Linked DNA regions of Mus musculus: all the other regions are linked to region 3. The links are chromatin contacts, called in public HiChIP or PLAC-seq and promoter capture Hi-C maps. All regions are on one chromosome and are shown on one strand. Each heading gives the region's core, a stretch centred on a gene start, on an enhancer-like site or on the middle of the called end of the contact. The rest is flanking DNA. Distances are from core to core; before and after follow the strand shown. Region 1 overlaps Atp2c1 (ATPase, Ca++-sequestering). Region 2 holds the start of Rad54l2 (RAD54 like 2 (S. cerevisiae)). Region 3 holds the start of Twf2 (twinfilin actin binding protein 2).

The links. Promoter capture Hi-C pulls out the DNA fragments that hold promoters and counts their contacts. HiChIP or PLAC-seq counts read pairs in DNA pulled down with a chosen protein or histone mark.
Region 1: an H3K4me3 HiChIP or PLAC-seq map of bone marrow-derived macrophages shows a contact between it and region 3, with 6 times the contacts expected there. The contact joins the enhancer-like site here to the promoter of Twf2 in region 3. A contact is called at or near these places in 3 of 39 promoter capture datasets (3T3-L1-derived adipocytes, the C10 cell line and pre-B cells), 1 of 484 Hi-C or Micro-C datasets (pre-B cells), 5 of 115 datasets of contacts at active chromatin or transcription factors (astrocytes, bone marrow-derived macrophages, embryonic stem cells and 2 more) and 1 of 9 other capture datasets (embryonic stem cells).
Region 2: a contact with region 3 is called in a promoter capture Hi-C map of 3T3-L1-derived adipocytes, with 5 times the contacts expected there. The contact joins the promoter of Rad54l2 here to the promoter of Twf2 in region 3. A contact is called at or near these places in 7 of 39 promoter capture datasets (3T3-L1-derived adipocytes, the SN4741 cell line, fetal liver and 3 more) and 1 of 9 other capture datasets (adipose tissue).

The regions. Positions count from the first base shown.
Region 1 is chr9:105,483,295-105,486,503 of GRCm38.p6, forward strand. All of the region lies in intron 1 of Atp2c1 (ATPase, Ca++-sequestering), which reads right to left. Among named protein-coding and RNA genes, the nearest start is that of Gm40564, 11 kb to the right of the region's middle. Within about 2 kb of position 1,552, at least 100 of the 459 cell types and tissues checked have an H3K27ac peak or open chromatin away from gene starts, as enhancers often do. A contact at or near this core is called in astrocytes, bone marrow-derived macrophages and extraembryonic endoderm stem cells, where this site is marked.
Region 2 is chr9:106,787,521-106,790,521 of GRCm38.p6, forward strand. It overlaps Rad54l2 (RAD54 like 2 (S. cerevisiae)), which reads right to left and starts at 1,693. Exons shown (of 22, transcript NM_030730.2): 1 at 1,460-1,693.
Region 3 is chr9:106,201,826-106,204,689 of GRCm38.p6, forward strand. Twf2 (twinfilin actin binding protein 2) reads left to right here and starts at 1,283. Exons shown (of 9, transcript NM_011876.3): 1 at 1,283-1,459. The coding sequence starts at 1,435.

The DNA of each region.
Region 1 (3,209 bases), core at 302-2,801, 720 kb before region 3:
GTTTGAGGAAAGCTGGCTTCATATTTCAGTTTCAGAATTACTACAAAGCCATACAGCAGCCATCACACAGTGTGATGCTGGCAACAGCCAGACACAGACAACGGAGCAGAGCCACGAGCCAGGAGAGAAACTTCACTTATGGAAAACCAAGGGCACAAAGACAACTCAGCGAAGACAGTCTCCTAAATGGATGGCACTGGATAGTAGCATTCCCTGCAAAACAATACAGCTGGATTTTATCTCAAAATTGAGCAAGTGGAAAAGCTAAACTAAAATGCCTAGAATAAAACATAAATCAGTTTAATCATCCTGGTCAACAATCAAAGCAAATGAAACCATAAGTTTTCAAAAAGTCCAAAGAATAGGGAAAATACTTGAAAACCTTATTTCTGATAAAGGCCTAATAAATAACTGTACAACTGACTCTTACATAAGTACCAGTAAAGGATACATTTCTACTCAAGATCTAGGATGGATGGAGATAGAGATGGAGATATAGAGATAGAGATAGAGATAGAGATAGAGATAAGAGACAGGAGACAGAGAGGGAGGGAGGGAGGGAGATCAACTCTTAGCTAAAAAATAAAAAGCAAATGAGCAAATTATGAAGCGGTTATAGATGAGAGCTTCTGCAGATACACAATGGCCTCGCGAGAAGGCGCTGGGCATCACCAGTCACTGGGGAATACACACCAAAACTAGAACGTGCAAACACGTTCATACTCCTGGGGTGGCGACTCACAAACAGAAGAGTAAAGCGTAGGCGAGGATGTCAGGACTGACTCTGACACCTGCACTGATCACATACTGCTGCAGTTCCTCAGTTAAACACAGTATCACCATATGGCTCAGCACCACACTCCTACACATAGATCCAAAGAATGGAAGCCATACACTCGTGCAGAAATCTATATATGAACACTCACAGCAGCATTATTTATAACTGCCCAACAGTAGAAACAGTTCAATGTCCATCAAACGGTCAATTAGTAAATATGATACACCCATACCTTAGAATATTATTCAGCCATGAATAGGAATAAAGTACTAATACATAGCAAAGCATAAATAAACTGAAAGAAGCCACACATAAAAAGTCTCATATTGCTCAATTACATTTATACAAAATGTCCAGAATAGGAAAATCCAAGCACAGAAACTAGATTAGTGGTTGCTAGGAGCTGGGGAAGGGAAGAACAGGAAGTGAATGCTAATAAGGTAGAGATTTCTTTGGGGAAGTAACATAAGAGCTCTGCAATCAGACTACACATGACGCTGCGAATGTGCACACTGAGCTACACTTCAAAACAGGATTTTATGGCGTGTGGATTTTTTTTAAAGAAAAGGTCAAGGTTTATAAAAAACCTTATCATTTACTACAGCAACAGAGAATAAGCATTTAGCTGGGTGACTCTAGGTCTGAAGCAAGGCATCCAGAGCAAAGCAGATTCATCTGGGGAAGCGACAGCAACACTGACAGTCACAGGACTCTAGCTAGTGCCAACTCCCCAGTGTGGAGGGGAGACAGGACTGAGGTGTAACCAGGGAACCAAGGCAGCCAGCCCAGGGGAATGACTGCCACAGCACAGCTGCTTGCCCTCCAATTACAGCCAGGCACAGCTATACAGCCCTGCCCGCCCAACTGTAAGCACATGCAGCCCTCTGATAAGCAGCTCTCTACAACAAAGTAGGAGAGACATCCTACTCCAAATAAATAGAAAAGAGATATGGTCACTATTCACTTCAAACAGATTAAAATCATTGAAAATCAAATAGGATGTGGGTGGGGCTAGAACAGAGTACAAATGGTAAGAAGCTGAGCCTAATCTGCGCTGCACATGAAAACCCAAGTAGGCTGGGATGAGACCAAGCCAAGGATCTCTGGAAAGGAGACTCTACCTACATACAGTAAAGCTAATGAAAAATAGTGTGCTCTACTTTAAACTTTATTTCCTGAACCAGAGAGAGAGCTCAACAGATAAACGACACTCGCCACACAAGCCTGGTGACCTGAGTTCCGTTCCCAGAACCCACATAAAGGTAAAACAGCGAACAAACCCCACACATTTGTCATCAAACTTCCACATGTGTAACATGGCATGCTCAACCAAACATCTGCATCATTCATACACACTAATAACATGTTTAATGTATTTCTTAGGAGGAAACTGTTATGAACAAGTCAATTGCTAGGGATGAGAAAGTTGCAGACAGACATAAGAAGGAAGGTGTGAGGCAGAGGAAGCCTTTGTTGTTGCTATGGCACCAGTCAACTCCAGATGCCTCAGACCCATGGGAAATTGACAGAGATCCCCACACACACATATCTCAGAACAGCCTCAGACGTATAGCAAAGCCTGCCGTTGGTCCAAGTGCAAATGTTCGCAATATATGCAAACTCTAGCAACCATTGCTTCCTCCTCCCAGATGTTTATATCCTGAGACTGCTTACCTACAGATGCTAGCTAACCCATCACAGCACAGCCCCTTGGTGCTATACATCATTAACACCTAGGTTGCGGCTGCTGTGAATTTGGAGAGGCTTCATAAGAGCACACACAGCCCTCTTGACGCCAGATTTTCTGTACATGTGTCTCTGTGTCTGTCCTGTCCACATCCCTTCACTACCCCTAGTCAGGGTTCAGGACCAGGAGCAAGCAGCACAGAATATAGTAGAAAGGAGGCTTTAACAAGTTATTAGATTAGAATGAAACAAGCTGGAACCACTTACAGAAATAAAAACATGTCGATGTGCAGGTCACTGTTCATGACCTGCTAACACGATCCCACAAGACCACAAGAGCCCTGAGCTCACCTAGCACCCGCATGCTGGTTTCAGGCTCCTGTTCTCTATACACTCCCAGCTTCTTTAGGAAAATGGTGTGATTCTACAGTTGGTGCAAATTAACAACACAACAACCCAGATGCACCAAACATCATGTAGCACCAGAAAGTATATTAGTACTATCCAAATGAGATTGCATTAAAGGACATAGGAATAATTTGATCAACAAGATTATATTCTATGCTAATTCATAAAATAAATATTCAAAATCCACGTGAATAATAAACAGGAATACAGTACAGGACATTCTTAAGAACCACAGGAATGGCGCTGGAAAGATGGCTCTATGGTAAAGTTTTAATTCCCAGAACCCATGTGGTGGCTCACAACTGTAGTCCCATGGGATCCAAGGCCCTCTTCTGGT
Region 2 (3,001 bases), core at 443-2,942, 590 kb after region 3:
TGCCTCTAGAACAGAATCACTCAACACAATTAATATTTGTAGTGAAGATAAAATCCTGTGAGAGCAAGGATGCTGAGATGATAACGACAAAGATTTAGCAGATTCAATGTAATCACTTCATGGCAGTAAGAGATAATGAAACTTCATGAATTTAGGGGTCTAAAGAGCTTTGAGCAGCAGAAATTATAAAGATTTTTTTTCACATCCTCCTCTATAGTTACATATATTAAAATATACCAAAAAAAAAAAAGTTAGTGAAGCCTTTTACATTAGTTTGGGCTTAGAAGAATTGTACTGAAAGCTCCAAGAATTACAACATACTATGGGGTCTAGGTTTGTGGATCATTACAAACAATAGCCACAGTGCTAAAAACAAAATATGAGTCACAATTCAAAAAAGAGGGCAAAGGGGGAAAAAATGAACAGAGAAAAGCTTTAAAGTCAAATACCATTAAGAAATTTGTTACTTAAATGACTGCCGGCGACAGCCACCACACTGACTTTGGAGTAAGAAGGAAAGGTCCACACTGTCCTCTCCTCTAGAACAAATTCATTAAGCCCCCCCAAATACCCATTCCAGCTTCAAAGTCCAGGCATCAACAGTCAGCCACATCCGCCAGCAAGAGCAGTAATCTAACAGATCTGAGTCACACACTCCCCCGCAGTAAGAGGTCATTCTCTAGCAGGAAGCCCACTCTGCAAAGTGCTCTTGTTCTACTCCCAGACAGCCACCATGACCCACATAAAGCCAATTCTTCGACCCCAGAAGCTGCCGGCCATCTTCTCCCTCCCTCCCCAGCTCGCATCGGCCTTTTCCTAACCCAATGCAGCTAACACTACTCCTGTGACAAGTTTCCTACCTGAGAACCACTCTTAACTCGGATACATCTTAGCCGTGAAGGATCCATCTAGCTCCTAGCTCAACTCTTTTGTGCCCAACTAAGCTCGTGCCTTTCCAGGAACTACTCACCAATTACCTCAGAGAAGCTAAACTCTCCATGCCTCTTCTCCCCAAACCCGACTCAGCCTAACAAATTCTCAGACGGCCCGAGGGAGTTCAGAGACCCACACCTATGTCCACTAGGGACCAAGCCACAGGGGTCCCTAAAATTCGAACCACAATCCCTCTCCCTCAAACCACGGCACGGTTTGCCGGTGTTATAATATAACATCAGGAGCGCATAGCCACTGTAGTTCAGTCTCGGTAATTACGACTGCCTTCCTTGACAACGAAATCCCAAAATATCAAGCCACTGAAGTCCCGGGTGGATGCCAAGACCCCCTCCAAGCCTACAGTCACTGGAGTTTCCCAGGTCGGACGCAGCTCCCCCCAAGGCCCAAGCCGCCAGGAGTAGCTTGCTACCCCAGGCTGCTGCACGCCGGGGACTCTGGCCGCGTCCCCATTGTTGCGGGTCCCAGCGGCCCCGGCAGGGAGTAAGGGGACCGCAGGGGCTCTCACCTCCCGTGCCACGGATCCGGGCCGCACCGGACCGGGCTGGGCCGTAGGACCTCGCGTTCTGCCGCACCCTCTTGGACAGTGTCTGCGGCGGCGGGAGCCGGAGAAGCGGCTGAGGCGGGAAGCAGCCAGCCAGGCCCGGGCGCCGCAGGCTGGCTCTGGCCGAGGGTCGGTCTTCTCCGGCGGCGGCGCTCTCAGCCTCCGCTCGCGGTCCGCGCCAGAAAGCTTCCCCCTCCCGGCCCTCTCACCCGGCCACCCGGGCGGGAACACAAGCCACCCGCAGCAAAGTTCCGCTGTGAGTCCTGTTGTTCTTTCCCAGGGAAAGACACTAAACGGCGATTCTTGGGTGAGTAAGGTGTATTTACTACAGAGGACCTTTTCATGAATAAGTGAGACTAAAAAAATAAAATAAGAAATAAAACAAAATCGAAAACAAAAACAATCCCATGCTAGAACCTGCCTGGAACTGGTAGAGCCAACTGAATGGATTTTACTAACTACCAAAAACACACACTTATCAGTACAAATGAGCCTGAGCTCCTACACTTCTCAATTTGGTATTACGTCAAAACATACCGGGAACGAGATAGTGCGGATATGAGGTGTAAATTCGTTGAGGGTGCTGTCAAAAGTCAATGCTACTACAGCTGTAGCTTCCAACAAAAGTTGTTCTTCCTTGAATTGATGCATGCCATTGTAATTCTCGGTCTTCCTCCCTTCCTCCCTACCTGTCCGTGGTTCCTGTTGACTGCAGCTGTCTCCAGAAAACTAGCAGAGGCGACGGCCGAGTTGGGAGGGGGGAGTACTGCGGAGGGGGGATCGCACTCAAACGTAGGTTTCTCCCTGAAGTTGGAGATTGTTATGCTCCACTTTCTTATGAGCTGTATTGTTGTCTCTTTCCACTACATTACCTTGGCTCTCCACCCGCAACCCCCACCACCGCCAAAGTGAATATGAGCGAAAGATGAAAATATTGGGTATGTGGGTCTGGTTTTTTTTTTTTTTAAGTTTTTTTTGTTTGTTAGGTTCATTATTGGTTTTTGTTGTTGTTGTTTTGGTTTTTCGAGACAGGGTTTCTCAGAAATCCACCTGCCTCTACCTCTCAAGTTCTTGAATTAAAGGCATGTGGCACCAGTCCAGTTATTAGAACCATCTCTCAAATTACAAAAGTTTAAATATGTACAGATAATAGCCCTATAAATGACCAGAGGGACAAAAATGAGACCAGAGACTCTAAAGGAGCCTTACTTATTATCTCTCTTCACATAAGTGAGCTTATATGAAGAACTTATTTCTCTTTCATAACTGAGCTTGGAGTAACAGGAGCCAACAATGGCTCCCCGCCCTCCCCCACCGCCGTCCCGTTCCCCCCTCCCTCCCCGTGATAGAAGTTTCTTCTATTCTTTCCTCTCAGGAAGCCACTGTTCTGAAACATATAGATGGCTATTGATGGCTCTTCATTCAAATAAACTTAAAAGAGCTGGGCAGTGGTGGCGCACGCCTTTAATCCCAGCACTTGGGAGGCAGAGGCAGGTGGATTTCTGA
Region 3 (2,864 bases), core at 33-2,532:
GTGGATGCCAGCCAGTCAGCCTCTATTGCGCTTTCTCTCTCTCTCTCTCTCTCTCTCTCTCTCTCTCTCTCTCTCTCTCTCTCTCTCTCTCTCTCTCTCTCTCTCTCTCCATTTGGCTGGGTTGGCTGACTAATAAGCAAATAAGCCCCAATAGGTATTGGCCTGTCTCCTCAAACTCCCTCTCCCAAGGTCCCCAGCCTCCCTGCACAGTCCAAGGGGAAAGCCAAGTGTCTTCATTCTGTTGCCGGGAATCTGAAATTATATGCTAACTCAGCACTTTACTGACTGAGCCATCTCTCATTAAGTTATCTATTTTTTAAAGTTTTTATTTATTTCAGTAAAAAAAAAATTTTGGTGTGTGTCTGGGTGTTTGGCCCGCATGTATCTATGTGCACAATGTCCGTGTCTAATCCCAGGAGGCCAGAAGAAGGAACAGTTGTGTCATGTGGGTGCTGGGAACCAAACTTGAGTCCTATGCAAAAGCAGCTAATGCTCTTGACCACTGAGCCATCTGTCCAGTCCCGTTTATCTATTTTTTAATAACAAGGTCCAGGGTGGAGAGATGTTTCTGAGGTTAAAGAGTACTAGCTGCTATTCGGCCGTTAGTCTGTAAGAGCAGTAGGAAAGGCTGCTGGGAATAGAGGCAAGGTCATTAGGAATTGGGAAGTTCCTCAGGTTGACTTCCAGTCCTTCCACCACTGGGTCACACTTAGCACATGCACCGTCTTTTTGGAAAACTTTCCTCAGCCTTGTTAGGTCACCTCGGTCTCTCCTACCGTATTCCTTCCAAAATTCATTTCCTCCTATGGCCATTCACTTTCTCAGCGTTGGGCTCCAGACACCGTGCACCTGATGACTGGTAGGAAATCAGTACACACACACACACACACACACACACACACACACACACACACACACACACACACACACACACACACATACACACACACACACTCACACTCACGACCACACACGAGCGCGTGCCCACCTACACTGAGATCACCTCACCATCACAAACGGGTACGCCTGGATCGGCCCTCACTCTCAAACCTCCTCCGCGGCAAGCTCACAGCCCCTCCCACGCCCAAGTGCGGATCCGCCCACAGACCTCCAGGATCCTGGCCTACAAGGGACCACCCACACAATCCCTTGGGGCCCCTTCTTGGCCATGAAGGTGGTAGCGGCCGGGCACTGGGCCATCCGGACCCCGGCGCCCGCTGCGCGCACGCGCGGCACCAATGCCCGCCTCTGCCGGCCTCGCCCTCCGGGGGCGGGGCGCGCTGGGGGCGGGTCCTGCGGCACCGCCCGGGAAGCTGCGCGAGGCTCGGTGCCGTCGCCACATCCTCCGGAGCTCTGGGTCCAGGCGAGCCGAGTCGAGCCGGGCCAGGACCAAGAGGAGAACTCCGACGGCACGGGCGAGCCGAAAGCTGAGCCATGGCGCACCAGACCGGCATCCACGGTGAGGGCGGATGGAGGGCGGACAGGGGCTCCGCCGCGCTGGTTCTCCGCGCTAGGTCCCTTCATCCTTCTCTTCCTTGTACCCTCCTGGGAAGCTTCCTGTTCTCTTTTGCAACCGCGAGTCCCTGGGATGGACACGTCTTGGGGCAGAACAGACTGTTGTACATAGCTGGGAGTGGGTGCACATGGATGCACACAGCGAGGGTGGAAGTATCTTGTGTACCCAACTGGGGGCGGATGTGCCTGTGTATACTGGTCTGGGTATTTTTGTTCTTTTCTGGAGGTGGGGTGTACCCGGATGTGCACATCTGGAAAAGTGTACATGGGTGTACACATGTTCTCTGTATACAGTCCAGTATGTGCACATCTGGATGAGACTTGGTTATGCCTGTCCAGGCTTCTTCGTGTGCATGCACTAGTGGCTGGTTTTGGACACTCTAGGTTCCATCTCAGACATCAGTGTTTCCTGGCTGCACGCACAGAAACTGTGGGTATCTGCATGTGTGCACAGTTCAGGCACATCTCAGTATGTGTGTGTTAGCATGGGTGTTTGCATGGGTGTCTTATGACTGACATGGGCTTATGTGTATGTGTGGAGAGGGTAGCCTGACCTTTTCTCCTTTCAGGACCCCTAGACTCTTGCAGACTAGGTTGGACAGAAGCTGGAATGGAGCCCTCCTTCTTAAGTAGAATGGGGAGAACTGCACATCTGACCTTGGCCTCTGACTTCTTCCCTTTTCCATTGTGATCTCTCTATCGCTGCTCCAGCCAGGCCTGCAAAGTCCCAACTTCAAGCTGGAAGCAGGGGAACGGGTCAGGATTCAGACTTTATAGGGGAGCTCCTGCCTCCACCCTCATCTACAGGAAGCTTCTACAGCCCAGGGCGTGACACCCATAGCCCCCCTCCAGGGCCCCAGTTTCCTCCTTGGAGAGACTTAAGAAAGAAGCAATAGCTGGGAGCCAGGTATTTTGTCCCCATTTGTTATGGGCCTGGAAGGGCTGCTTCCCTGGCCAGTAGGGAAGGCCAGGCTGCTTGCCCAGACAGCTTGTTGGTTTGGCCATCAGCCACTCCTACCACCACATCATGATTCCCTGACCAGGGCTACCACCATCGACCAGCCTGACTGCCGGAATCCCTGCCTGCGGTTGTGGCTGCTTGGTGGATGGACAAGCCAAGAGACTTTCCCTGCCCTAGCCCATCCCCATCCTGTTTGTCCTGAGCATGCAGGGACCTGGATCAAGCCTGGCCACCCACAGGTGGGCCAGCCTCTCCTAGAGATGGAGGAGCAGGTTTCTTGAGTCAGCCCCAAAGAGGGGAACTGTCAGGGTAAACTGCTGCCTGGCCTGCCCCTTCCTTCCTCTTTGTCTGGTCTGAGCTGCTATCTCCAAGAGGGAGGAGGTGCTAC